Linked DNA regions of Mus musculus: all the other regions are linked to region 3. Evidence: chromatin contacts called from public Hi-C, HiChIP or PLAC-seq and promoter capture Hi-C data. All regions are on one chromosome and are shown on one strand. Each heading gives the region's core, a stretch centred on a gene start, on an enhancer-like site or on the middle of the called end of the contact. The rest is flanking DNA. Distances are from core to core; before and after follow the strand shown.

Region 1 (5,568 bases), core at 872-3,371, 310 kb before region 3:
CTATTGTAATACCTATGGGATAAGTCATAAGTTGTAATACCAATGGGATAAGTCCATGACAGGAGTTCATACTCATGTTTTTGACACTGTTGACTTTGCTTATTGCTAATATCAAGGTGTATTTTTTTTTTGTTGAAGGAAGAAAACCTTTGTAGTTGTATAGTCTGCTTAATATTAACTGACAGTAAAGAATGACCAGCGCACTGCGCATGGGCAAGTTCTGGGTTCTATTCCCAAGGAGATGGAAGAATTAAACAGCCTTCAATGGGAAAAGACTTCAAAATCTTGGAAATTAAAAACAAAAGGGAGGTGTGGCCAGGAGGCTGTCTCCTGGGTTAAGAGTGCTTGCTGCTTCTTCCAAGGACCCAAGATCACTTCCCAGTACCAAAAGCTGGCGTACAACCTTTTGGAATTAACCCAAGCTCCAGGGATCCACGACTTTCTTCTGGCCTCAGTGGACAGTTACATATAGGTAATGTAAAAACAGAGACGTGCTGGGCGTGGTGGCGCACGCCTTTAATCCCAGCACTTGGGAGGCAGAGGCAGGTGGATTTCTGAGTTCGAGGCCAGCCTGGTCTACAAAGTGAGTTCCAGGACAGCTAGGGCTATACAGAGAAACCCTGTCTCGAAAAACCAAAAAAAAAAAAAAAAAAAAAAAAAAAACCAGAGACGTATAAAGACAATTTTTAATGCTGGTGGCAGTGTTGTACACCTTTAATCCCAGGAATAGAGGGGCAGAGGAATCTCTGAAATTTCAGTCAATGTGATCTATACAGGTGAGTTCCAGGCTATCTAAGGATACATGAGACCCTGTCACAGGGTGGAAATGCGTTCCATTCCTAGGTAAAAGAATAGCATGCCCACAAGTTGTCCTCTAACCTTAATGCTCTCACAGAAAAATAAAATCATACACAAACATTTTTATATATTTAAAGGCAAAGAATTCTTAACCAAATTGACTAAAGATAGGAACAGTAATTCCCTCTGGAAAATTAGCTGGCTGTAAAAAATGAGTTATAATGAAAAGACAATAACCTCACTATAAAGGCCTGTCTTGAATTTTAATTTTTTACAAGATTGGACTTCCAGTTCCTAGTAATGTACATGGTAATAAACATGAAGAAGCATTATTCAAATGTAAATGCTAATTGTTTTTATGTTTAATTTAAGCACTATTTTTTTTTTGTTTGTTTTGGTTTTTTTGAGACAGGGTTTCTCTTTTAACCATGGCTGTCCTGGAACTCACTCTGTAGACCAGGATGGCCTCAAGCACTATTTTTTTAACCAGACTTAAAATTAATAGAAGCGAAAGAATCTTCAGAGTGGGAGGGGCTTCAAGAAAGAACGACAAAAAGGCTATACAGGCTATTTTAAATGTACAAAATTTATATCTGTGTATACTGCAAATAATGTGCCTTCCAAAAAGGCTAAAATGTAAAGGCAAAACAAATTATTTCACTGATGAACCACTCATTTGGTAATGTCTTTCTTTACATTTGGGTTTTTTTTTTTAAAAATCTAGAGATACTGAATAGAAGTATTCACAAAATATCCATTGGTTAGAGTACGGTGTTCGAACGAAAATGAAAGGTTTGTAACCGGTCGTTTCGCTGTAGTACTGTAAGAAAGCTTTTAAATAATTAGTGCAGAATTCCAGCGTAGTATTGCAACCCAGCGTCTGTGGCCATGTCACCTTTAAGTGTGTGCAGTTTGGAAGAGCAGAGTTAGTTGGGTATTGTTAAAACAGCGTCGTTGTGTCGTGCGGGGACGTTCTCATCTTCTGAATGAGCGAGAGGGAGAAGGGCCCCGCCGTGGTCCCCTAAGCAGTGAGGCTCTGGGCGAATAATCGCACGGGATGCTGCGTGACAGTGGCTGGACGCCCGCGCCATTGTGAGGTCGGCGGCGCGGATCCGAACCTGTATTACTTCTCGGTGAGGCGGACTTGCGGGCCCTTGGACCGAGGTCAGCTCCGAGTGGAGAACAGGTAACTCAGGGGCCGGATCCCTCCGCGACAAGTAGTGCGCTGTGCGCTTTCCCGAGCCCACGGCGGGCGCCGGAGATCGCGGACCTGGCTCCCGGAGGATCGGCGGGCACTGGCCCGAAGGCTAGGAGACCTTCGGCAGCCCGAAGGCTGGAGCGGGCCGGCGAACGGCAGGTGTCCGCCCCGCCCCCACCCCCGCGGGCAGGAAGAGGAAGCGGTGCGGCCCGGCCCCGGGGCCACCCGCAGGGCCTCGCGGGGCGGGGGCGCCGGAGCTACAAGAAGCGCGTGACCTAGTTCGTCCCGAAGTGGACTTGACAGGTTGTCATCGCGGCTCCCCGCCCCCACTGTCTTCCGGGTCTGGCTCCTCCCCCACCCTCGAGCTCCCACTGGCCTCGCCCAAGCTGTACTCCCTGCCATTGGCTTCAAACCAGGGGCCACGCCCCAACCCAGCTCGCCCTGCCATTGGCCACGCGTCCCAGGCCGCTCTCCCAGTCATTGGCTTCGTCCCAGAGGCCCCGCCCCCAGTCTTGCTGGTCCTCGGGTTGGCCTTGCAGCGCCCCTCTTTCGGCTCGTCCTCCTATTGGCCCCTCGCGCCAGGCGCCTTGCCTCCTATGGTCCGCGGTGGATTCCAGCTGGTCACTGTTGAGTTTGTTCCCGTGGGCATTCCGGTTTCTGTCGGCTTCCCTCCCTCTTTGCTGCGTTTCTTCCTGCTTTCTTTGGGTCTGGGAGCCCGGGCCTCGATACCTGGTCCCGGTCCCAAACTCAATGTAGCAGCGATCTACATTTGCCTCTGTACCCCGCCGCACCCCGCCCCTTTCAACTCCTTCTTCCCCAGCCCCCACGCACACCGCCTTCATTCCCTCACACCTCTCCTTAAATTCGGCTGAGTGGAACAGACTTCATTTCGAAATCAGGGAGAGGGGTTAAGTGATAAACGTCAATATCAATATTAGCTGGTTTTGGTTCCAGAAAGGAACTGGACGGCCCAGATCATTCAAACATTTTGTTGTTGATGGTGGTGGGGGTAGTGCTTTTCTTTGGGTGTGTCTTAGGTTTGGAGGTTTCTTCAAACAGGATCTCACCTCTCCCTTTGTATCTCTGACTGGTTTGGAACTCGCTAGTTCCTTGGTACGGGGTTTGACTGCAGAAGCCAGAGAGGGCGGCCGCTGGGTTCCTGGAGCCGCTGGTTGTGGGCCACCTAACTTGGGGGCTCCTCTGCAGAAGGTTTCATCTCTCCACCCTGGGATTGAATTTTTTTAATTAATTTTCATTTTATGTGCATTGGTGTTTTGCCTGCCTGTATGTCTGTGTAAGGATGTTAGATTCCAGTCGGAGTTACAGTCGCAAGCTACCTTGTGGGTGCTCGGAATTGAACTAAAGTCCTCTGGAAGAGCCAGAGCTGTGAACCTGAGTCATCTTTGCAGTCCCAGGACTTAGTTCCTAAAGTGACCAAATTTGTTACTCCAAAAATAATAGGCTGCCTTTCCTGAGTAGCAGTCAAATTTCCATTGTTTATGCAATATTGACATTTAAAATTTACATGTGTACTTTCTATAATTGAGCTAGCTTTTTTAAATCGTTTTAGAGAATAGAAATAAGCTGGGCAGTGGTGGCTCATGCCTTTAATCTCAGCTCATGAGAGGCAGAGGCAGGCGCATTTCTTAGTTTGAGGCCAGCCTGGTCTACAAGAGTGAGTTCCAGGACAGCCAGGGCTACACTGAGAAACCAAGGGGTGGGGGGGAGGGGGAGGGGAGAGAGAAGAAATAAACTGATAAAACTGCACAGTGCAATGTAGTCTCCAAGAGAAATTTAGTTGAAATTTGAAACTGGCCTAGCCTTTGCTGGTGAGCAGAGGAAGGGTTACAGATCCCAGGCCTGTCAGGGCTGTGCATTGAAACCCTGTCTTCTGGGGGTTGTCTTAATCCCCACTGTGGTAATTCTGGTACTCTCCGCATTTGGGATTTGGGGGCAGGAAGAATTCAAGGCCAGCCTCATGGGGAGTTCAAGGTCAGTATGAGCTATTTGAAACCAGCTCAAAAACAAAACAGCTGTTGAGTGTGGTGGTCTTGCCTGAGATCCCAGTGCTGGGGAGGCTGGAGTAAAATCAGGAGTTCAAGGCCAGCCTGGGCCACAGAAGACCCTGACCCACTTACTCTGCCACTCCCTCTCCACACCCATGACTTTTTCAAAATTACTAAAGTAGATGATCTTGTGTGCATGCAGGTCAGGCTCCGCAGATTGCCCTGTCAGGCTCATTAAGGCATTCCAGTTGACAGAAGTGGCCTTTTAGGTTGCATCCCGAGGTCTGCAGAGCTCCGGGATCCTGGCTGGGGGAGGCCCAGCTCTGTAGGTGCCTAGCTTGCGCAGTCCAGGCACACTGAGAACCTTCCCTCAGGGCTTCCCATTTCCAACTTTGCACTTGAGGCTTCGGGGCTTGTGTGTGGAGCTGCATCTCTTCTGACTTCTCAGGCCAGCCTTCAGTGTCAGCTGATCTGAAATGGGTCCTTTCCCTGCCCCCAACCAGGTACTTTCTGTCCTCTCCCAGTTACTTCCTTCAAAGCATGCTGCACCATCTGAAGCCTTCTTGTTTACTTAAAATGGCTGGTTCCCCTTCTCCCTCCAAGCTGGGCTCTTTCTATTTGCTAGGGCAGGTTTAGCAAATGCTTAGTGGATAAACAAATGCTTCCATGAGATGGGATCCAGTCAACAGGCAACCCAGTCTTCCTATTGGCTGGACCCCATGGTGTAGACACACCTGTGAACAAGAATTGGGAGAGGAGCTACTCTTGTAAACAGTTTATGATTCTTTCATTTTCTTACTTTATTTCCTGTTATTTCTTGATGAGCAGAGTAAGAACTAAGGCATGTGGACTCAAGGACAGCCTTTTGCCCACTTTGTTTCAGGTTGTGTACAGACTGCAGAGTCTGACTGGGCCCCGGGCTCGGGCCGGGCCCTGGCGGTGGCCCCAGGTGGGCAGATCCTTGGCAGGCAGCCCCCCTTTCCCCAGGGCAGCTCCAGGCTCTGCTGGATGCTGGTTCCAGTGGGGGAGGGGATCCCAGCTGCTGCCCTGGAGGTGGTTATAAGTGTCATCCCACAGGGCAGGAACACAGTAAAAAGAGGTTCTTCTCTCCTCCCCCACTCCAGCACTCTCTCAGTGGCTGGACCTGTCTGGTGTTTCTATGACACAGGCTTTGGCTAGGACAGTTTTAGAGCAGCTGCCCTGGAGTTTAAATGTAGCACCAACCTGCGTGCCCCAAACATACAGGATGAGCTTGGTGACTGCTGGTTAACGTTGGGTCTCTGTGATGCCAGTCTTGGTCTGTCTGTCAGTTTTAAGGGTAAAGACATGCCCTTGTATTTGTGCACAACTACCCAGTCCCAAACTGAGGTGTGGAGGCTTGTAGAAGCAGGCTGGTCAGTCATGAGGTCAAGGCTAGCCTCAGTAGCCATGTGAATTTGAGGCCAGCCTGGCCTACACGAGACCCTGTTTATAAAAACAAACATGTCAAACCAAACCATCTCAAAAAAGAATCCTGTGGGTATGGGGAGGTGGGGAGAGGGTTAGGGTGTGTGTGGGAGAAGGGGA
Region 2 (4,968 bases), core at 2,103-4,602, 470 kb after region 3:
GTTCGTGGAGGACTGCCCCTTCCTGCAGAGCCGGGGCTGGGCCAAGAGCTGTGTCAACGCCATCAAGGTGTATGGGGACGGAGCGTGAGTACAGCTGGGGCTTCCAGACAGGCTTGGTAGGGTGGATAGCCATCAGACCCTGTGGGTGACTCACGAGAACCCCAGCTTCCTGGGGTGCCAACTTACACAGCAGCGTCACCTGCTCAGAGAAGGTCCATCTTCTCAGCTCGGATAACCCTGGGCCTGGGCCTCTCTGCCTGGTGGCTTACAGCCCACACCAACTTGTTGGAGATGGGCTTCAAGGGGCTCTCCTAGGATGGATGAGAGTGTCTGGGAATTGTGCCTGTCTTCGCTAGTCCAAGGCATCTGTCAGACCCGGTGCTTGCCTTGTGGGGCAGCTTCCTGGCGCACCTGCCCATTGTACACATGCAGGCGCCCCTCACCTGGGGTTTCTCCTGCCCTCGCCTGAACTATCTGCCTGTGCACACACAGATGGGGCTCAACACTCAACACTCTCTTCCCATCTTCCCTGCCCATTCTGGAGAAGCCATCACCATTTTATAGAAGCACAAACTGACTGCAGTCAACTCCAGAGCCTTTCTTTCCACAGCAGAAGCCCTGCTGGGACTGCAGCCTAGGGGAGCCCCTTCTACCCTAGAGCTGGGTACCCTTCAACCTCCCCCCGCCCCCAGCAGAAGAGCCCCACAGGATCCCAGCTTCCCTGCACAGGGTTGGTGTGGGGAATCAGCTCCCATGGAATTTCTGAGGTTCAGGATCAAACCCTTCGGGGAGGGGGTCAAGGAAAGGATGAAGGGAGACAAAATGTGCTCAAAGCAGAGCCCTAGCTACCATCTTACCTGACCCCCTCCCCCAAGCAGATGATACCCGAGAGTCCAGGGGTAGGAGTCCAAAACAATTTGCCTTGAGAAATTCCCAGGCTAAGTTGTGTCTCATGAGATCAGAGGCATACTTTTGTATGGGAGATGTCAGGAGACCCAAGACAGAATCCTCCTAGCAACCCTGGGAGCCTGAGGGAGGGAAGGCAGGAGTGGACACTGGATGGAAGAGAATATAATCTCCACTTTCCAGGGAGGAGCCAGTCTCAGTGGCCAGGAGGTTGAGGCCAAGATGATGGATCCAGAGTGTTCTTATCTTTGATAACCTTAACTCTTATGTGATATAAGTCTTGTGCAGAAGTAGCTTCGAAAACGGTGATGCCCTGGGTCCCTGGTGCCCTTTCTGGGATCCGGCCAGCAGTAAAGCAGGGCTCCTCAACCACCTCCCTGTGCCAAGAGTGTTGTTCCTTGTGGGTTCCATGTCAGCTCAGGAGTGAACGGTCCCTCATACCTGTGTCCTAGGAGGCATGTCAGGAAAAGCAGGGACATCCCCCAACACTCCAACAGACTGAGCGCCCCCCCCTCTAAATTTTAAAAATGATTTTTATTTCCATACATTTGTCTTACTTGCATGCATGTCTGTGCATCACATGCATGCCCGGTGGGGTCAGAAGCAGGCATTAAATTTCCTGGACCTGGAGTTACAGACAGTTGAGAGCTGCAGTGTGGGTGCTGAGAAGCAAACCTGGCTCTGGACAAGCAGCCAGTGCTCTTATCTGCTGAGCCGCCTCCCCAGAGACCCCTTCTCTGTTGCTTTCCTCTAAGAGTTGCAGCTAGGTGAGCAAGGATGCGCAGGATTAGCTGTCACACCAGCCAGGTCCCTTTTCCTTTCAGAATGTCCACAAGAGCTCCAAGATGGCTCAGGGCAGTACAGAATAGAGACTGGCTCACTCTCTTGGAGACTCTAGCTATGTGGTGGAAGGCTGTGGTTGTAAGGAAGTGATCTGCTCGTCCCTAGCATGACACCCCCCCACACACACACCCCTTAGTTTCCAATCCCTGACCCTACTGTCAGATTGTACCATTTACCAGTTGAGGGGTCAAGATGATGAAGGGAGGGGCCTACGATGACTTGGAGTGGAAGAGCTAAGGGCTAAGGAAAAGGAAGTGAGCTATGTGACCTTTAGTTTCTCCCTCTCCCCCTCCCCCTCCCCCTCTCTCTCGGCTGAGCTGTCTGCAAGCAGAAAGGCAAGGACACTCCCTGGGAGGGAATTTGAGAAGTTTGGGACTGAGTAGGAACTGCCTAGGCACATCGCGGGAGGGAGGTTCCCCGAGAAGAGAGGTCAGAGTAATACTACAACCTGGATCTCAGCCATCTCCTCAAGAGGCCGTGAGCACCCGAGCACGCCCGAGGGAGTCCTGCCCCAGAGAAAAGCTGTTTTCTACTCTAGTGAAAGAGGGGGAGGGGAGAGCCCGAGGTAAAGACAGAGACAGCCCTCTGGTGCAGGCAGGCCTGGCGGCTCCTCCTCCCCGACTTCCTAGCTCCCTTAGGCCAGCCTCCAAACCTGAGCCCCAAGTGAGAGCGTCCACACGACGACTCTCCCTGGGTCCCACATTTACACCTCTATACTTATTAAGAACCTTTTCCTTATGCCTGTTCCCAGGAAGAGACCACCCATCCGATCTTCCCAGTTAATCTTCCTGATTCCCTGGTCCACTGGGTTGTAAAGGACAGGGGCCTGGTACACACCTTCCCCCCAAATCCCCCAACACAAGGGCGCTCTTGTCAGACCTCCTGTCCTGCCAGCTCCAGATCCTCTGTACAACGCAGGCAGCACAGCCCACTTGTACTAGAGCACAGGCACCGCCACGGCTGTTGGCTGAGTGGATACACAGTGGGAACGGTCCCCAGTTTGTGTCAGGCGTCCTGTCAAGAGCTGGGTACTCTGTGCAAAAATGGCCCTTTGGTGGGTGACTGGGCATAGTGCATCCCCAGTCGCTCTCGCTTTTGTCATGGGATGGTCAATTACTGGGCAGTCCCCATCTTGTCGAACCCCAGCACCAAGCCCGAATCAGATATCGTCAATCAAGGTAGTGAGGAGCTAGGACCGAGGGGCGGGGGCGGGGCCGGGGCCGGGGAAGCGTCCTCGTGTGGTTCCCTCCGGGTGACTCGCCCTTCCTCTGCCCTTCAGGTGGGTCCTCTATGAGGAGCCAAACTACCGCGGCCGCATGTACGTGTTGGAGAGAGGAGACTACCGCTGCTTCTCCGACTGGGGGGCCCACAGCGCACGCGTGCAGTCGCTCCGCCGGGTGCTCAACTTCTTCTAGTCCCAACTGCGTACGTGCGACCCACGGAGGCAATAAATATCCAGAAAGCGGAGTGCTGGCGGGCCTCGGAGTGCTTTCTAGGCCTCTCACCGGCTGGCGGGCCCCAACCCGGCAGGGGGAAGGAAGCCTGCTGGAGCAAGGAAGCCAACTAACTCCCTCCCCCGCCAAAGCCTAGCCAGAGCAGCAGCCGCCTCGGGGCCCAAGGCCACACGAGGGCGCCCGCGAGCAGGACGCAGGCAGGCTGTTTTCTCCTGCTAGGGGGCCACGCCCGAGAGGAGGGGCGAGGTGGCGGGGGTGGGGGTGGGAGGAGGATGAAAAATGGGGATGGGAAAGGGGGTGAAGGTGAAGGGCGGGGTGGGGGAGAAGAGGAAGCTTGCTTGCTGGGAAGCGGTGGGGGCGAGAAGAAGAGGGGCGGGGCAGGAGGAAAGAGGCGTGGGGGAGCTGGGGGTGGGGGAGAGGAAGGCCAGGGGAAGGGAGGGGCTGGCTAAGAGGAAGAGTCCTGGCTGATTTGGGAGGGAGAGGCCAGGTGATAGAGAAGGGCGGAGTCATGCCCCTGGAATCCGGGGAATGGAGACCTGGAAGAAGCTATCAGGGTCCTGAGGCACTAGACAACGACTGTCCCTGCAGGATATCACTCAGCCTCCGCCTTTGCGCGGCTCCCGGAGCAACTCTATAGAGCTTCCCTGTCATCAGATCTTTTCCAAGACATTCGGTCCGCCTTGGGGCTGGGCGTAAATCTGGAGAACACGTTTCCGGGAATGGAAGACCGGAGGAGACCCCTGCAGTGGGGTTTCTGATAAAGGGGTCCACATCCTCGAATGCCAACGTTGTTCCCCATTGAGAGAGGAAAGGCTCCTTGAGGGGGGTTGTCCAGATAAGATGGCGGCTCAGGTTATTTCCCTGCCCCTGCCTGTAGACCCTGGTCCTCCCTGACCAGTGTCTCCCACCTCTCCTGCCTCATTTCCTCCTCTACCTCCCTACACCGAAGGAAATGAGAAAAAGAATATCATTAAAAATCACTGCGTTCACACAGGTGATGCTGTCACCAGGGGCTAGGCAGAGGGCAAAGATGAATGACTCAGGGCCCTGGGTCACCCCAGGACAGTAGAGGATTGTTCTAGGTAGAGCTACGTTAAGCAGCCTCTGGGTAGAGAGCACAGGCGTATCCTCTGCCATATGAGTCCCCAGGGCTTGCTGACTCTACTGCATTCCACCAGAAGCCACTAAAGCTCAGAAAACTGACAGCTCCCAAGGGACCCTCCATCCCCTTGAGGCTTAGGCCAAGGACCCCTTGGGAAGGGAGTCTGTTTCGAGTCAACCCTGCGTGTTGCTCAGGAACAGGAGCAGACCCCTTTGTGGGAGAGTTGCAGCCAGCTTGCTTCCATGAGTGAGTAAGGCCTTCCTGGAGGAAGACAGGGCCCTGTCTGTCCTTCCTTCTCCTCCATAACCATCCACTCCAGCCCCTAACACATCAGAGGAGGGCAGAATCCAGCTGGCCCTGGCTAAGGGTCTCACACTCTTTTGCTTACTGTGAATAGCATTACTATGGGTGTTTATTGAGCGCTGACTTTATACCAGGCTCTTCAGTAGATATAATTCATGCAGTTTTACTTGATCTATACAGAGACACCCGTGCTTCTTATCACCCCTGGACAAATGAGATGGTTAGACTAAGACAGCTAAGTAACTTGCTTGGTATGACATAGCAAGCAGGATTCAGACCCATTGCCCCTACACTGAAACACATTTGCATATATTAGGATATTTGACTTGAGCTTGGGAGAAAACCAAAAGTCCTGTTCTT
Region 3 (5,423 bases), core at 2,059-4,558:
AAAAGTTGCATGAACATTTACTTCCTAAAATGCTAGCATTAAAAAAGTCCCACCTACCTTCTCAGTAAGGAACTGCTAATGAATTTTGCATTGCCCTAAGAATTCTTGAACATAACTGTGTGTATGCACATGTGTGTACATAGGGGCACATTCCCCTGGCTCCACCTCTCTGAAGACCTCTGAATAACACAGCAGCCTTTTAAAATATCATGAGTAGGTTCAGGGATTTGGTAAAATGAAGCAGATTACCCAAACATTTTTATTTTAGATTTACTTTTATTTTTAATTATACACATACACACACACACACACACACACACACACACACACACGGTCTGCAGAGTCCAGAGGTGTCTGACCCACAAGCAGTGTCAAGTCACCAACATGGGTACTGGGAATTGAACTAGGTTTCTCTGCAAGAACACCACTTCCTCTTAACCACTGAGCCATATTCCTAGCCTCACCTGAAAGACTTACAGGTCAGTGAATTGTAAGGGCTTTAAAGCTAGTGGAAGTTTAATTGTAGGAAAACAGACTGGAGCTCTGCCACTAAGAATAAACGTGTCAGGAATGAACTGGACTTGGTAGTTCACATTTACAACCCCAGCACTTGGGAAGCTGTAGCAGGAAGAATGTGACAACAGTTCGGGCCAGCCTGGGCTACAGAGTGAGACCCTATTGGGAAGTGGGATGAAAATCGCTAGCTAGTGTCTTTATGCAATTCTACTACCCAGCTTAGGGAAGAAGTCCTGACAGCTGTGTACAAAACGGTTTAGGATAGAGGGAGAAAATGTTTAGAATCAAGGAGTTAATGACAACAATCACAAGGAGAAGCCATCTTGGCTTGACCTTGGGCTGTGAAACTGAGTGGGGAAGGTAAAACAAAGACCAACTAACTACCTATACTGGTCAGCATGAATGGCGTCACCTAAGGAAGAAGAGGCTATAGCACCAAGCTTTCAAGTCTTGATGACCCAGAACAAGGGTCAGAGGTGAGCTGGTACATTGAAGATAGGGCAATGCCTTCACATTGGAACCCAGGCTTCACACAGAAACTTAAGACACACGGGAACTGTAGCTGAAGCTACAGAGAAACCAATGCAGAGCAGGTTTACGTAACAAAGGAAGAGCAGGTGCAGAGAACAGATACTGAACAGATCCTCTGGGACACTGGGAACTTTGGAGAAGAACCTAGGAAAAGACTTCCGAAGGGTTCCAAGGATGGAACACAGGGCCCCCAATGGAGGAGCTAGAGAAATTACCCAAGGAGCTAAAGAGATCTGCAACCCTATAGGTGGAACAACATTATGAACTAACCAGTACCCTGGAGCTCTTGTCTTTAGCTGCATATGTATCAAAAGATGACCTAAGCGGCCATCACTGGAAAAAGAGGCCCGTTGGACTTGCAAACTTTATATGCCCCAGTAGAGGGGAATGCCAGGGCCAAAAAGGGGGAGTGGGTGGGTATGGGGGACTTTTGGGATAGCATTGGAAATGTAAATGAGCTAAATACCTAGTAAAAAATTAAAAAAAAAAAAAGAAGAAGGGTTCCAAGGTACATCCAGAAGATGTGCTGACAAGCAATATGAAAGGCCATAAAGGTCACTGGAGACCAAGCCAGACAAGTGGAGCCATCAGACTCAGCAGTCAGTGCTTTTCAAACACGAACTAAGCAATTCAAACCTTCCATAGACATTCCAAAGACAGAAAGCAGAGAAACTATTTGCCAGGATTCTCTAGAGTAACAGAAATTATAGAATGGATTTCTCCATATAGAGAGAGGGGGGATTTATTAGAGTACTCCCGCAAGTCCAACAATGGCCGTCTACTGATGTCAAGTCCAAGAATCTAGTTGCTCATCCACAAAGCTGGAAGTCTCGGCTGTTCTTCAGCATACACTGGAATCCAGCATACAAACAGGCTCTAATGCCAGTGAAGGAATATGGACTTTCAAGTATGGGTGAGAGCAAGCAGGCAAAGAGGGGGCTTCCTTATTCCATAGCCTTTGTAAAGGCTGCCAGCAGAAGGTGTGGCCTTAGATTAAAGGTGGATCTTCCCACCTCAAAGATACAGATTAGAAATGCTCTCCCCACTTCAAATGATTTAATTCAGCAAAAATCTCTCACAGTTGTGTCTAGCCATTTTTGGTTGTCAAGTTGACAACCAAGAATAGCCTCAAACAGATACAGATAAAGGAAAGACCATGGATTCCAATTCAAATGAAGTATCTAAACCAGGTAAACTGAGAGACTGAAGAAGAGCAGGAGTCCCTGCCCTATGTTATAATGTCTGTCCTGAGTGATTGATTTTGGAAATATATGGCACTGCCTGTTAAGACAACACTGTGAATGTACCCGATGCCATTCAACTATACTAGTAAAATAATCAATAAACTTCATGTTAATTATACTTCACAAGAAAAATAGTAATATAAAATTGTTAAGAAACCTGGCAAGAAACAGCACAGAAATGTTAGAGATTTGATTCCAGGGCCATCAAATGAAAACTATAGACTACGGTATGGTGACATTTCAGTTGCAGAGCTCCGTGGCAGGCACATGCTGAGGGTAAGAAAGGCTTACTTCCTGTTTTTCTTAAAGCATTATTTCAAATAAAAGAAGAAATAAGTTTGAAGTAACTGTTTTGTTGGGCCCACGGACTAGAAAGCGTCTCCAGGGTCTCATTTTTTGTTTGAAGATAAGCAACCAACCAACATGATGGCTCTCAAAGTAAAAGGACAAGATCTGACAGACAGGTGGCGGGTCTTCCTATATTTATATTTAAAGCACTAGTTTGGGGTGTACGAAAACCATAAAAGGTAATTTTTTTAACAAGCATACTGCAAAGAAACATGCATCCTTTCTGTCTTCCAGCCTCCTGTACCGACGCGGTCTAAATCCTGACCGTAATAACAGCAATAAAGATAAAATCGGTATTTTTTTCTAGTAAATCACAACACTGGCTGGAGGTTACGGCCACCGAGAGAACGGCCATGCGCAGTACCCATCACTGCTGTTGAATCCGGAAGCAGCTCTGGCCTCCCAGGCCACCAAGCCTGCTCCAGCAGCCGCGTCCCTTCAGGCCGCAGCCCACGCTCAGGCGCCGACGTAGGCCGCGCGGGGTCAAGCGCCGCGGGCCGGCTACTCACCGCGACACCCGCAGGCCGGGATAGCGGCGCTCCAGGGCACGGGCTGCGGCATCTCCGCTCCCGCCACAGCCCGGGCCGAGCCGCACGAGCCGCGGCGCGCGACGCGGCCCACGACACGCAGCCTTGCGGAGCCCTCGCGTCACGGCACGCGTCACCGCACGCACGCCCTCGCCTCCGAGGATGACGTCACCGCCCGCGGCCTGGCGTCACGAGGCCCGGGCTCCTCCCCGCCCAGTGTGGAGCTGAGCTCTGTCCCATAGGGCCTTAGTGAAGTTCACTCCAGAGAGAAGCTTAGATGAGGGGACGACTTTTTCTTGGAGAGAATGTGAGGAAATTTAGCAGATCAAACAGAATGGTAAGGTTTTGGTAGTTGGTCCATTAATGCTGCTTTACATTGACGGGTATCTATATTAATCCTGTTATCTCACCATGCTATTCAGCCAAGACTTTTTTTTTTTAAATCCGTGATGTCTGGTAGAGCAATGGGACATATGTAAGGAGAAAATTCTGCGTCCCTTATTTTTAAGAAAGCAGCATCTCCTGAACCAATAAATTGTTCTAGCTAGCATTAACCCAGGATACTTCCCTCCTGCATTAACTGGCTGTGGTGACCGACTTTGACTTGAAATGCCCCACTGGGGCTTATGTGGAGCTTGGTGCCTGCTGGTGGTGCAATTGCCAAAGATTGTAGAAACTTTTTGGAGGTGGGGGTCAATCTAGAGGGAGAAGGATCAGGGATGTCCGAGGGTCTTACCTGGTCCAATTGTCCAAGTCTCCTTCTGGCTTCCTGCCCATCATGAAGTAAATAACCTACCCCATATACTGCTGTCATCCTGATGTTCTGCTCAAATGCGATGGCCAAGCAACCATGCAATAAACCCTCAGTAACCATGAACCAAAATAACTCTTTTCCCTTTAAGTTGTCAACACAGTGGCACAAAATTAACTCATATGTGGCCCTGCCAAATACTTACTAGTATTGTGAGGCTGTAGGATGCTCTGTGAGGTTACCTAGGTCTATCCTTAAGGCTGAAATCCTGATGGCCCTTATCTGTGTCCTTCCATGGCCATTGCCCTCAGTCAAACAGTTGCTGCTCAATGCCAAAGAAAGCATTTTTCATAGTTCCCATTCTTGTCCACACAGCATCTTAACGGGAACTCATGGTTGTTTAAGGGATGACTCTCTCACGAGAGGGCAATAGAACAGAAGCATTGTCATGCCATAACCATGTGTCTGCTATTGTTCCTGTATGTGTGACAACGTTCCTGACAGAAACTACTTAAGGGTTTATTTTGGCCACAGTGTGAGGTACAGCCTCTGCTGTGGTGGGTAAGCCATGGCAAGCAGAGGTCTAAGGTAGCCTGTGACACTTCACCCTCAGGAGGCCCAGAGAGGCTGGTGCTCATCTTACAACCTGGTTTGTTTTGTTTTTTTGTTTTGTTTTGTTTTTTTCTTTTTATTTGATCCCTGCTCCATGGCCACCCACATTCCAGGTAGGTTTTCCTTACTCAGCTAAACCTCTCAGGAAACCACAAAGACATGGCCAGAGCAAGGCAGTGCTGCCACACACCTTTTATCTCAGCACTGGGAAGGACAGCAGAGACAAGTGGATATGAGTTTGGGGCCAACCTGATCTACAGAGCTAGTTACAGGACAGCCAAGGCTACACAGATTAGCCCTGTCTCAAAAACAAACAAACAAAACAAAACAAAAAAAGACCTGCCCAGAACAGGAATGTTTCCTAGGTAATTTCAAATCCATCAAAGTGGAAGTGAAGATTTAGCCAGTTTACTAGGATCCTCAAATGGGTGAAGCTTACAAAATACAGGACCGCGGTGAGCATCCTCGAGCTCAGTCCTGCTAGGAACCCATAAGAAACACCACTGCAGTGATGAGAGAGCAGGTAGGTTGTGCCTGCATGGGCTGTGGGGGCATCCCTGTCAGGCATTTCCTCCTTTTTCGTCCTTTCAGTATGTTTCTTCCAGAATTTTCTTTGTAGATTTTGTGAATTACCCCTCTTTGGCCTTCTTAAACTCACCTTCTCTAGGGTGAACTCTATAGCATTCTCCAAACCCCAGAGAAGTTCTCTAGCATTGGGGAGTCTGTGGACACGGCAGGCAGGAGACTAGCTGCTTCTGTCCCAGTCCCTGCAGGGCCCAGAGCTTCTTAGAGAAAAGCAGGACATAATTGAAGAAGCCTTGGGAAAGCTGTGGGTCACAGACTAGAGAACAGAGGGCAAAGATGTGAAAATAGAAGCAGAAAAGAAGAGCGGCA
Region 4 (4,906 bases), core at 1,722-4,221, 450 kb before region 3:
CAAACGGAACACCTCAGTCTGTCACATCTTATAATTTAGCATGTATTTTTCTACCTAAATGGAATCATTTTGAGAAAAATATCTGACATCAGTCCTTCATCTATTTGCAGTCATTCTCTTAAGGGTGATTTCCAGTCAGACCTGTATACAGTCCTAGACCCAACTGGCATGTCCCTTTCTCCAAAGAGCTGTTGCTGGCTTCCCCTAACTCAAGCCTGAGCCAGTCATCTTTCCTATGTCCCCATGTGAGCACTTGGATTTGCACGCAGATTTTCTTGTATTAAATGTTGGGCCTGCAAGATGGTTTAACAGCCAAGCCTGATTCCCTGAGTTCGATCCTCAGGGCCCAACTCTGTCACTCTGACTTCCATACATGGATGGTAGGTCACACCCTCAGGGCCCAACTTCATCACTCTGACTATCATACATGGATGGTAGGTCACACCTACACACACACACTAAATATATAATATAAAAAAATCTTAAAATAATGTTCATAAGTTGGAGAGTTGCCTTAGTGGTTAATAATACTTGCTCTTGCAAAAGACCTGGATTCAATTCTCAAAACCACAGATGCCATCTATAACTCCAGTTCTAGGGATCCAAAACTCTCTTCTGGCCTCTGGGCACTGCATTCATGTGATGACAGACATGCATGCAGGCAAAACACCCATACACATAAAATTGAAAATAAATAATTAGCTGGGCATGGTGACACATGCTTTTAATCCCAACACTCAGGAGGCTGAGGAAGCCGGATCCCTATTAGTTTGAGGTCAGCCATGGTGTAGACCAGTTCCAAGACAGCCACGGCTTCATAGTAAGATCCTATCTCAAATAAATAGGAAAATCCCCACAAAATTATTGCTTCATAGTAAGACCCTATCTCAAATAAATAAATAAATAAATAAATAAATAGGAAAATCCCCACAAAATTATTCTTTTACCCTTACTTCGACTTTTGCTTCTAAGCCAGGTTGCTGTTAAACAGGAGCAAAACATGCTACTGGTACAATATGCCTAGCTGTTCTAAATCTCTACTTCTTTATTTTCCCTCTTTCACTATTGGATATTTATTCTGTTGGCAATCTAGAAAAGGACGGGCCAGAGAGCTTTGCTTGATAGTTTTAGATAATCCATCTGCCAGCAGCGTTGGTTAGGCCTTCCCCCTATAGGAAGAGCACGCCCCAGAGGGCATAATGAACCAGGACGATATGGGGAGTGAGGAGCACACCTCCATGTCATTTTCAGCTAGCATTCCTCCTGGCCAAAGCCATGAGGGAGGGTGAGGCAGTGAGACTAACTCACTAGCATCTCCCCAGGGAAGCAGAGGAAGTTCCCATGCCTTGATCAGCTAAGCAGCGTCCAAGTGTGGATGGCTTTCTTTATGTGGTGGCTAATGCCTGCGTGGGACAGTGACAGATCTAGACCTCAGACCCAAATCCCAGATACCCCAAACTCACAAGAAAACATTTCTAAAGGAGCGACCCATGAGAGCGACTGTCTCCCTCAGGACTGAAAATCATGGGCTCTATGATTTTCTTTAACTTAGTCTACTGAGCTGTTCAAGGCTGAATCCCGGCACTTGAGAGGTAGAGGCAAGAGGCCTCAGGTACAGAGCAAGTTCAAGGCCAGCCTCAGCTATCTGAGACCCTAACTCAATAAACAAAACTAAATAAACGGCCTGGCTCAAATCCTTCATGTCCTTTGAGGCCTCTCTGATCCTCCTTGACAGAGCTAACGCCTGCAAACTTAACAGTATCCTCCATTTGAGACTTGTGTACTCACTTGGCTAACCTCCCAGTTAGTTCCAAGAGAACTAGTTTTCAATCCTATACTTTTATAGCTTCCACCGAGTTTGTTGCTTTGTTGCATAGGAGGCTCTCAGTCAGTCGTGGCTGTTGGCTGGAGAGTTAGGAAGCAGATTGTTTCTGGCCAGCGACACTGTTCGATTGCCCTGAGATCACGAGGGTGGGGTTCTCCGTGTACGCGCACGCGTGCACGTGCGCAAGCCGCAGTTTTCAGCCGTCCACGCCCACAATTGTCGTGTGTTCCCCCCCCCCCTCCCCCCGTGCTCAATGTTGTGCTCAGCTTTGTAGCTGCATGTGTTTAGCAGAGCGCTTCTGGAACTATTCTAAATGTTCAATGTGCCATTTAAATTGGACTCATCTAATGAAGAGCAGGGTGCGGAGAGAGAGAACAAACCTGGTTTCGTATGAGAACATGCATTTCACATTTGGGTGAGTGAGAGGCTTATTAAAGCAACATGTCCTACTCTTCATGCTAAAATCTAATAAGGTCTATTAAATTAAAGTATTAGAGGCGGGGCTATGACTCAGTGCTGGAGCACTTGCCCGGTGTGCTGGGGGCCCTGGGTTCTATCCTCCAGGGAAGCTGGCACGGCGGTGCGTGGTGGGCGGCACACCGCGGAACTTCAGCACTGAAGGACAAGTCCAACACGATATCTGGGACCACTTCCTCTCTCCAGGCTAGCCTGTCTAGAAACTAAGTTATAGAAACTAAGGGTAAAATACACATCTTCGTATATGTAACACGTGTCTTGGAACCTGGCTCAGAAGAATATAATAAATAGCCCTTGACTGAGTAGTTAAAGTCGCTGTGACCTAACACAGATCAGAAGGGATTGCTTTGCTATGTGACCGTAAATCCCGATCCAGATACTTCCTAGGACAAAGTACTCATGACCACGTGGGCACTTGGGGTTCAGGTCTTGCTGTTTTGCAGCAGTAGTCCTAAGCTCAGTGGCTGTGCAAATGAGCCCGGGTTCCTGCTCAAATGCACACGGCTTAGCTTCACACCCAGGACCTGGGACTATGCCTTTCTTCCAGGCTCCTGGACGGTGCTCTGGAATTAGTCTGATGGCTCCTAAAGATTCCACGGGCAATGTGGTGCCCCAGACTCTGAGGCTGCTCTGTGATCTATTCTAGAGATGCCTCTTTGTTTCTGTACTAGCCCACAGAGCTGCTATTTTACCATGCAAAATAGGACTCAGCCACCTTCCTTTAGAACAATGAGGTATTGTAATGGACAAGCAGATCGCCATTAGAAAAGGGATTCTTAGGTTCTCTGCAGAAACAAATTCACCTCATTTGAAATGAGTCAAACAAGGGGCTGGAGACTCTGCTCTTGCAGAAGACCCAAGTTTGGCAATGAGTACTCATACTCACTTGGGAAGGCTCATCATGGCCACCTGTTAACTCCAGCTCCAGGAGCTCCAACGCCCTCTTCTGGCCTCTGCCAGCACCTGTACACATGTGTACATACCACACGTGCTCATCCATAATTAAAAATAAAAAAGAAACTAGTCAAACCAGTAAGCATCGCTTTTTTATCCTCACTTCACAGACAAGGGTTCCCAGGGCCTTTGGAATACTTCACTGCATTTCTGCAGCAAGAAACGTTCTCCTTTCTGAAGTTTGCAAATGTAAAGGTAATTCAGATCCTACATGTGAGAGCTAAACCTAAACACACCATGTTATGGAGAACACTTGGCCACATGAAGTAGGCAGTGTTCTCTCAGATGTTGAAAAGCCACATCATACGGCTTGGTAGGGTGGTGCGCACCTTTAATCACAGTGTTCCGGAGACAGAAGCAGGCAGATCTCTGAGCTTGAGGCAAGCCTGGTCTACAGAGTTAGTTCCAAGCCATCACGCGCTACTACATGATAAGACCCTGTCTCAATCAAGAAAACACAATTGACCTCAGGAAAGGGCTAGAGTGTATAGGTTAGAAAGACCAGCACAGGGGCTCTATGTGCTATGGGGAAGCCCTCATCCCTGCTGGGTAAAGACTGCAGTGTGACTCACAGACACCCAGAAATGACCCTCCACCTATGCTTCATTAGGAAGCCGAGTGAATTCATTGGTTGCCCAGAATGAATTTTGGGGAGGTATGGGGGACCTGGGAAGGAATTTTTGTAACACTTGTCTTCAGTTAAACGTCGAGGAGTGCTGTGCCAGGATTTAAAATGTTGAGTTTTGAAGTTGCCCTCTAGGTAGGAAGAATGAACCCCTTTAAGCATGTCCAACATTCCTCTCCCCACACCTCTGTGTGTGTGTGTGTGTGTGTGTGTGTGTGTGTGTGTGTGTGTTCCTGTGGTGAGGTGCACCTGTGTGTGGTGGAGGCAAGAACTCATTTGTGTATATGTTTTCCCTAAGAGAAAAGCAGGGTCTCTCGCTTGGACTCACTATTTAGCCTGGGCTGCCTGGCTAGAGAGACATCCTCTATCTCTGCCTCCAATGCTGGAATTATAATCGCACACTACCTTGCCCAGCTTTTTAATAAGAGTTCTAGGATCTGAATTCAGGTCCTCTACATCCTTGGCCCCAACCAATTTGTTATACAAGGTATTCCACTGTAGTCCAAGCTGGCCTGAAACTTACTGTGTGGCCCTGTCTTGCCTCAGATTTGTGGCGATCATCCTGCCTCAGCCTCTCAAGGACCTGTGTGTGTGTGTACATGGTGTGTATGTGTGTACATGTATATAAATGGTGTGTGTACGTGTGTATACATGGTGAGAAAGAGAGAAGCATGTGTACATGGTGTGTATGTGCGCACATGTATATAGATGGTGTGTGTACGTGTGTATACATGGTGAGAAAAGAGGAGCATGTGTACATGATGTGTGTGTGTATGTGTGCATTCCTGTGTGCATGTGGCAGCATACATGCCATAGCACTTGTGTGCAGATCCAAGGACAACCTTCCATCTTGTTTGAGATAGGTTGTTTTCAAGCTGGCCCCAGATCTTCTGAGGAATCTCCTTCTCAGACTCCCATCTCCCCACAGCAGCACTGGGATTACAAATGCTCTTCCCTCGGCTTCTCTGTGGGCTCTCGAGATTAGAACGCAGGTCCCACACTTACACAGCAAGAGCCTTTATTCA

Evidence for each region. Hi-C and Micro-C count contacts between places; a contact is called where the count stands out from the background. HiChIP or PLAC-seq counts read pairs in DNA pulled down with a chosen protein or histone mark. Capture Hi-C pulls out chosen DNA fragments and counts their contacts.
Region 1: a contact with region 3 is called in a promoter capture Hi-C map of liver, with 2.1 times the contacts expected there. The contact joins the promoter of 1700096K18Rik here to the promoter of Galnt11 in region 3. A contact is called at or near these places in 5 of 39 promoter capture datasets (the C10 cell line, cranial neural crest, hippocampal neurons and 2 more), 3 of 484 Hi-C or Micro-C datasets (natural killer cells, pre-B cells and spermatogonial stem cells), 2 of 115 datasets of contacts at active chromatin or transcription factors (embryonic stem cells and memory CD8 T cells) and 2 of 9 other capture datasets (adipose tissue and liver).
Region 2: a contact with region 3 is called in a Hi-C map of CD4 T cells, with 4 times the contacts expected there. The contact joins the enhancer-like site here to the promoter of Galnt11 in region 3. A contact is called at or near these places in 2 of 484 Hi-C or Micro-C datasets (CD4 T cells and the HPC-7 cell line) and 1 of 9 other capture datasets (adipose tissue).
Region 4: a contact with region 3 is called in an H3K27ac HiChIP or PLAC-seq map of embryonic stem cells, with 2.8 times the contacts expected there. The contact joins the enhancer-like site here to the promoter of Galnt11 in region 3. A contact is called at or near these places in 1 of 39 promoter capture datasets (neural stem cells), 3 of 115 datasets of contacts at active chromatin or transcription factors (all in embryonic stem cells) and 2 of 9 other capture datasets (embryonic stem cells and liver).

What each region holds. Positions count from the first base shown.
Region 1 is chr5:25,526,571-25,532,138 of GRCm38.p6, reverse strand. It overlaps 1700096K18Rik (RIKEN cDNA 1700096K18 gene), which reads right to left and starts at 2,121. Exons shown (of 1, transcript NR_027388.1): 1 at 673-2,121.
Region 2 is chr5:24,749,250-24,754,217 of GRCm38.p6, reverse strand. It overlaps Crygn (crystallin, gamma N), which reads left to right. Exons shown (of 4, transcript NM_153076.3): 3 at 1-84; 4 at 3,029-3,216. The coding sequence ends at 3,164. Among named protein-coding and RNA genes, the nearest start is that of Gm33591, 5.3 kb to the left of the region's middle. Within about 2 kb of position 3,352, at least 295 of the 459 cell types and tissues checked have an H3K27ac peak or open chromatin away from gene starts, as enhancers often do. A contact at or near this core is called in the HPC-7 cell line and adipose tissue, where this site is marked.
Region 3 is chr5:25,220,757-25,226,179 of GRCm38.p6, reverse strand. Galnt11 (polypeptide N-acetylgalactosaminyltransferase 11) reads right to left here and starts at 3,308. Exons shown (of 12, transcript NM_144908.4): 1 at 3,149-3,308.
Region 4 is chr5:25,669,381-25,674,286 of GRCm38.p6, reverse strand. No RefSeq gene overlaps it. Among named protein-coding and RNA genes, the nearest start is that of Gm42234, 32 kb to the right of the region's middle. Within about 2 kb of position 2,971, at least 15 of the 459 cell types and tissues checked have an H3K27ac peak or open chromatin away from gene starts, as enhancers often do. A contact at or near this core is called in embryonic stem cells, where this site is marked.